Regions from separate parts of the Zea mays genome. Here region 2 is linked to region 1. Evidence: chromatin contacts called from public Hi-C data. All regions are on one chromosome and are shown on one strand. Each heading gives the region's core, a stretch centred on a gene start, on an enhancer-like site or on the middle of the called end of the contact. The rest is flanking DNA. Distances are from core to core; before and after follow the strand shown. Region 1 has its middle 79 kb from the start of LOC103650269. Region 2 holds the start of LOC103650268 (Core-2/I-branching beta-16-N-acetylglucosaminyltransferase family protein).

Region 1 (3,053 bases), core at 269-2,768:
ATATATATACACACACATTATATTTATGTGTAATAATTATTATTATAAACGACCTTTTTTATAATTCTTGCCCTGGACCTCTAAAATGTTAGGCTGACTGCAACGGTGCACGCTACGACCTCCCTCCCTATTACTATTCATGCGCTAGGGGCAACAGTTGCCCTCTACCACCTGCAACGGACACCTCTACCGAGCCCCCTAGCGAGTGGACCTCTTCTCTCTCCCTCTAGATGTGGCGTGTCACTGTTCACGCGCCCTAACACTATTTGGTACTGCAGCTGTGGGGCCCCCATGAATTGTTAGTAGATGAAAAATTGATAGTGGATAAAAAGTAGGTATAGAAAATGATATTTTATGGTTATAGTGGGGTATAGGAGAAGTATTTAGAGGGAACCGCTGCGGGAGATAAAAAAATACGGGATAAACTGTTAATGATATGACATAAAAAAATGATATAAGGAAAAAAAATTAGGAAAACCACTGCGGATAGTCTTATGATGCCACTGACAGCAAACACCATACCACACTGCACCGTCAAACTGGCTGGCGGTACGGTTGCTGCACCGAAAAGACTACAGAGTGAGGAGGGTCAGTTGTCCTTTCAACTATGTCTATGTCTTGCTCGAACGCAGGAAAGAACGTATCAACACAAACAAGTTACCTGTAGATTATTGCAGGACATAGCACTCTGAGAGTCCAGGTCAGGTGTAGCTAGGCAGTTTTTCTGAAACAGGGAGGAGGTTGAACTCTGATGGCAATAGACAGAACAGAAGGCTTACCCTTGTTGGGCAGCAGAGCTCCTCTGCGATTTTCAGAAAGTGGTTGGTGATCTTAAAGCAGCGTAACCAACTGGATAAGAATCACAAAGAACGTTTAACAGAGACATATGTGATAAGTAATAGAAATAGAAGATCCAGAACTGGCTGTGGTATCCGCTTGAGAAATAAACTAGATTAAATCGAGAGCTTAACCGTTTCAACAATAACAATTGCGAAGAGACGTAAACTAGCTAGATCATCTCAAAAATCTTGCATTCAACTGAGTAGTAGTTGGTCCGGCCGGGGCCCTCTTTCTGTCCTATCGAGGTCGAGAGGATATATGGAAGCATTATCAGCTACCACCTGTACATCACCTAGAAATAAGTACACGATGTAACCACGACGAAGCTTAAACGAAGTGTACAGGTTGAAGAACAAAGGCTGAAATGGCTCTCCATTTATTATGCCATCGACAAGCAAACACGAAGAGGGAAATGCATTCCCAACCCAAATACGAAACGAATGCACGCGCGGTTATTAAAGGACACATCCTTGCAAGCAGTGTTTTCAAGTCGTCGGAACTAATCATAATTAGTCGGCAGTATCGGTTTTTTAGTATTGGTATATAGTTCGACACGACTTGGTCGACTTAATAACGATTCATTAGTATGACGCGGACGATTAATCGCACTACATGAGTCGTGGACGACTTAAATTTAAAAGGCTTAGGTTTCAGCTCTCAGCCAGCCCATTAGGCCTTAGGGCTGCAACTGCAGACCGGCCCACTTCCACTCCACTATTCTCTAGCCTTGTCTCGGTCTCTCCTGCTCCTAGACGCCAGAAACATGTGGACTCGTCCGTCATTCGTCAATCTCACTCGTGCTCAGCGACGACGGTGCTCCAGCTCCATGCCTCCACCGGTGACCGGACCACCTCTCCCTCCGACTCCTGCATCAACTGCTGGCAGCCACCAGCCACCTCCATCGTTGGCTCCCTGACTCCCTCCGACTCCACGGGACTGATAGAGTTGAAGTACGTCTAGTAAGATGTACGTTTGCATGTTACGTTAGTGTATTTGGACCAAGGTTATTATTAAAACGTTGAAACGTTTATAAGTGAAGTTTTGACTTAAACGTAGGGAAAATATCAATATATCATAATTTCAAACAATAATATAAAGTTAAATACCAAAACAAAGAGGTTAATAGCGGCAACGACTAATATGTAAACGAATATAGATACTAGATATAAGCCTGCAAGCAGACTTTTTAGTCCGTTAGATCTAAATCCAATGGTAATATAATTGTGGTTTGTTAGGGATTTTTTTATAAGCTACACCAGGTGGTGGTGGAATGATTTAAATGCTAAATATGACATACTAAATCATAGGTAGAGAGGACGAGAGGAGTCGACCTACCAAATAGAGGCGTGGATGCAGAGAGAGGGCATCGCGAAGGGAGAGGGCAGCGCGAAGGGAGAGGAGCGGCACGGATGGCTCACGACGTAGATAAATGAGTGCACACGCTCGAAAGGAGGGCACACTTGGCGTAGAGGGAGAGGACGCACAAGGTGTAGCAGACGACAGCACAATACCTTCAGGCGTCAGCGACGATAGAGAGCAAAGAGGTGTGCTACTAGCCATTAGGCTTCAGGGTAGGAGAGTAGGGCAAGCGTGTGGATAGGGGATGACAACGGGTCAGATTCGGATATTGCAAATATCCGCCCACAACCATATCCACGGTCGCAGTTAATATCCACCCGCGACTATACCCATGGATAGAAATTCATATCCATGCTAATGTCCATCGGGTTTTAGATATCCATCGGATATGACGAAGAACCATTTTCAACAATTCAATAACATAATTAATCAAATTTCTTCCTAATTCACCGTATGCACAGCTAAAAACTTAATAAAAAATAAACAAATATACATGTCCTTCAACAAGCAACATTCTCAACATGACAAAAAATAAATGTCTTGAATTGCAATAATAAATTCAGAATAGAAGTTGCACATGTATGCATGATTGGCTAGTTATCAACAAATACATGTCTGCATGACAAATAAATAGTTTAAGTACATGTCTGCATGTCAACAAATACATTCTCAAATGACAACAAATACATGTCTGCATGTCTCCTCTTCTTTTGGTCTTTAGCTTTTTGTCTTCTAAAGTTCTGATGATCTGATCCTAGTGTAGTGTTGAGCACTTGAGCTAGCGCTAGGAGAGCTAGAGAGGGGAGCATGGAGCAGGCACACTGCCACAGGGTATTTATCAACAACAAACCGGT
Region 2 (3,053 bases), core at 335-2,834, 320 kb before region 1:
AGGGATGCTAAGAAGCAGCCTAGTCACGGAGAATGACAGAGTCGGCAATCTCCATGAGCGGCGCAAGGCATCCAGGCGCGAATTTGCGCGCAAACATGTGGGAGTATGTGCCATTGGACTTCCTGAGGTCCCTGATGAGCTCCGGGGACACCTCCTCCGGCTGGTACGTGTGCGGGTGGCCGTCAAAGGAGTCGGTCCAGTTCACCCTGGTGAGCGTGAACTTGGTGCATCCTGCGGGGTCCTGCATGTCCAGCAGCGTCGGGAAGTAGTGCTCCTCCGGGTAGCACGAGTGCTTCCTCTTGACGAGACACGGCAGCTTGAACTTGTTCCAAAGCCTCCTGTCCCTGACCACCATGACAGCGTGCCTCCTGGTGAGCACGAAGAACTGGGAGCCGACGCGGAAGCTCTCGTAGGGCACCTCCGGGAGCATGGCGTCGTCGCCGCGCGCGTAGTAGCGGTCGTGCAGAGTGGGCTCGGCGTCGAGGATCTCGATGAAGCTGCGGTGGCGGCCGCGCGGGCCGGCAGTGTCAGCGGTGAGCGTGCGGTAGAGGGCCGGGAAGGGCCGCAGCGGGACGCAGGACTGGGAGAGCATCGCGAAGAAGTGGTTGGCCGGGTCGTCGAGCAGCGCGGTGGCGAGGAGGCGGCGCGCGGCGGAGATGAGCGTGGCGGAGGCGCGCTGGGTGGCCTTCCCCCGGATTACGCGGCCGCGGAAGGAGGGCGTGGGCGGGAGGGCGAACGCCGCAGCCGGGTCGGCGTGGACGTAGACGTTGAGGAGGCCGTGGTGGCCCGCGAAGAACCTCTCCCAGAGCGGGGCGAAGACGAGGTCGGAGTTGGTGAGGAAGAGAAAGGCCACCTTCTGCTTCCTCTGTCGGCGGTGGGCAGCGCCGAAGAAACGCGAGGGGGAGGCGGGGCCAGCGCCGGCCTTGGAGGAGGGCGCGGCGGAGAGGAGCACGGCGCGGCGGAACAGCGCGAGGTCCTCCGTCTCGTCGGCGTCCGGGATGGCCGGGAGCGCGCGGGGCGGGATGAGGCGCGGCGCGACGAGGAAGACGGCCGGGACGGACAGCACCAGCAGCAGCAGCAGCGACAGCACGTAGGGCGGCGCCATCTCCCCTGCTGCTCCTCAGCCTTGCGACTGCGATCCTGTGGCCGGACCAGAAGGGAGAACGGGATACGAAACCCCCGCGGGGCGCGGCTCGGATCAGGAGCGGTCGGCTCCCTCTCCCTACGACGAGCGGGCCGGATCTCGCCGCCGCAAGAGCGCGCGAATTCGGGAAACCCGCGAACCAGGACAGGGTCAGGAAACGGTAAGGGGGTAAAGCAGGCAGGCGCAGCAACGGGAACCGGCGGAGGGAAACGGGGAATGTCGATTGGCGACGACGTGCGGCAGCGGATCCGAGGAGGGTGCAGAGCCCAATCGCGCGGCGGGGCTCTGGGGCGAGGGCGGCGGGGGGAGGAGTGGAGACGAGGCAGAGAAGGGGTGACCGGGTGAGGTGGGGAAAGTGGAAGGGGGACGAGGGAGTGATGAACGATGGCGCTCGCTGCCTTTTATCCGGACACAAGGGGTACCGTAAATATAATATCCGTAAATATAATATCCGTGCAATCAATCATCTTAATTAAATGATTTGATGTATCCCAATTCCCATTAAAATCCAATAATAATTAATAGCTTATTGGTTCGGATTAAAGTTAGGTGTTTAAAACGGTACAACTCTAATTTATAGAAACAAAAATACTATAAAAATAGTAGAAACGGGTAGGGATTAAAGTCAAATAAACAGGATGCTTTTGAAGTACTTGTGTTTGATAAGGCACATAATCATATTTGATGGTATTAATTATTGTTATATTTGATGGTATTAATTATTGTTATGGCATACAATGATATTTAATGTGGTGTTATTGATTGAATTGGGCCAGGTGTTACTAGCAGTGATGTGTCACTGATAGAGATGGCAACGGGTATAAACCCGCTGGGTTTTGCCGTCCCAAACCTGTACCCGTGAAAAATATCCATGCCCATTAAAAACCCGTACCCATGACGGGTTTGAGATTTTGCCCAAACCCGTACCCATCGGGTTAGCGGGTACCCATGAGTTACCCGTGGGTTTCATCTCCAATATACTTGTTCTTCTCATAATCAATAAGTATCGTAATGATTAATGAGATCATGATCCAAAATCTATGTAATGAACAACGAGTTCATGATTTGGTATAAAAATTATTAGTAGAGAGAATGAAATACAAATAATAAGTTGTATAATTAAGTGACCTTGCACTAAGTTATCCATCCACCACATATATAACGCTAGTAAAAACTATAATAGCAAGCAAGCAACACTCTCATCGACTACTGATACATTCATCAATTAATAAAAATTATGAAGTAAATAAGGAATAACAAGTTTGTTGGTCATTTATAAAATAAAATGACAATATGCACTAGGTTTGGTCGGGTTTAAAAAACCCACGGGTTCACGGGTTTGGGTACTATAGGAACAAACCCGTACCCATAAACCCGCCGGGTATAGATTTATGCCCATTAACAAACCCATGGGTATGAAAATTGACCCAAACCCGTACCCTAATGGGGTAAAAACCCATCGGGTTTCGGGTTTTGGGTACCCATTGCCATCTCTAGTCACTGACAAGAGAACCTAATAAGCCAGTCTAGAGGGTAAATAAATTTAACATCAAATTAAATATACGATCTATATACCAGATATTAATATTAAATTAATAAAAATAAATATTATAATTTACTTTATGCAAAAGGTTGAAAAAGGTACGAGTTGAAAAAAAACTCGACTCTCTTTCTTTATAGCTCACTCGATCGTTCGTCCTCCTTCATTTAATGGAGTGGTACTATATAAAAGTGTCACACTGCATATGGCTTCGTATCGTGTTGAGTTTGAATGATTTTTTATATCATATCTATAGTATAACACCCTCAATTTAGGGGTATAAAATTTCTTCTCTAAATGCGTACCAAATTCAAGTGTTATCATTGTCTTTCTCTCTAGTCACCCCTCTCTCTTCCTTTTTAATAGAAT

Evidence for each region. Hi-C and Micro-C count contacts between places; a contact is called where the count stands out from the background.
Region 2: a contact with region 1 is called in a Hi-C map of leaf, with 5 times the contacts expected there. The contact joins the promoter of LOC103650268 here to the enhancer-like site in region 1. A contact is called at or near these places in 2 of 25 Hi-C or Micro-C datasets (leaf and tassel).

The regions. Positions count from the first base shown.
Region 1 is chr3:112,006,821-112,009,873 of Zm-B73-REFERENCE-NAM-5.0, reverse strand. No RefSeq gene overlaps it. Among protein-coding and RNA genes, the nearest start is that of LOC103650269, 79 kb to the right of the region's middle. Within about 2 kb of position 1,518, at least 12 of the 20 cell types and tissues checked have an H3K27ac peak or open chromatin away from gene starts, as enhancers often do. A contact at or near this core is called in leaf and tassel, where this site is marked.
Region 2 is chr3:112,322,068-112,325,120 of Zm-B73-REFERENCE-NAM-5.0, reverse strand. It overlaps LOC103650268 (Core-2/I-branching beta-16-N-acetylglucosaminyltransferase family protein), which reads right to left and starts at 1,584. Exons shown (of 2, transcript XM_008675877.4): 1 at 1-1,584. The coding sequence starts at 1,105. The coding sequence ends at 20.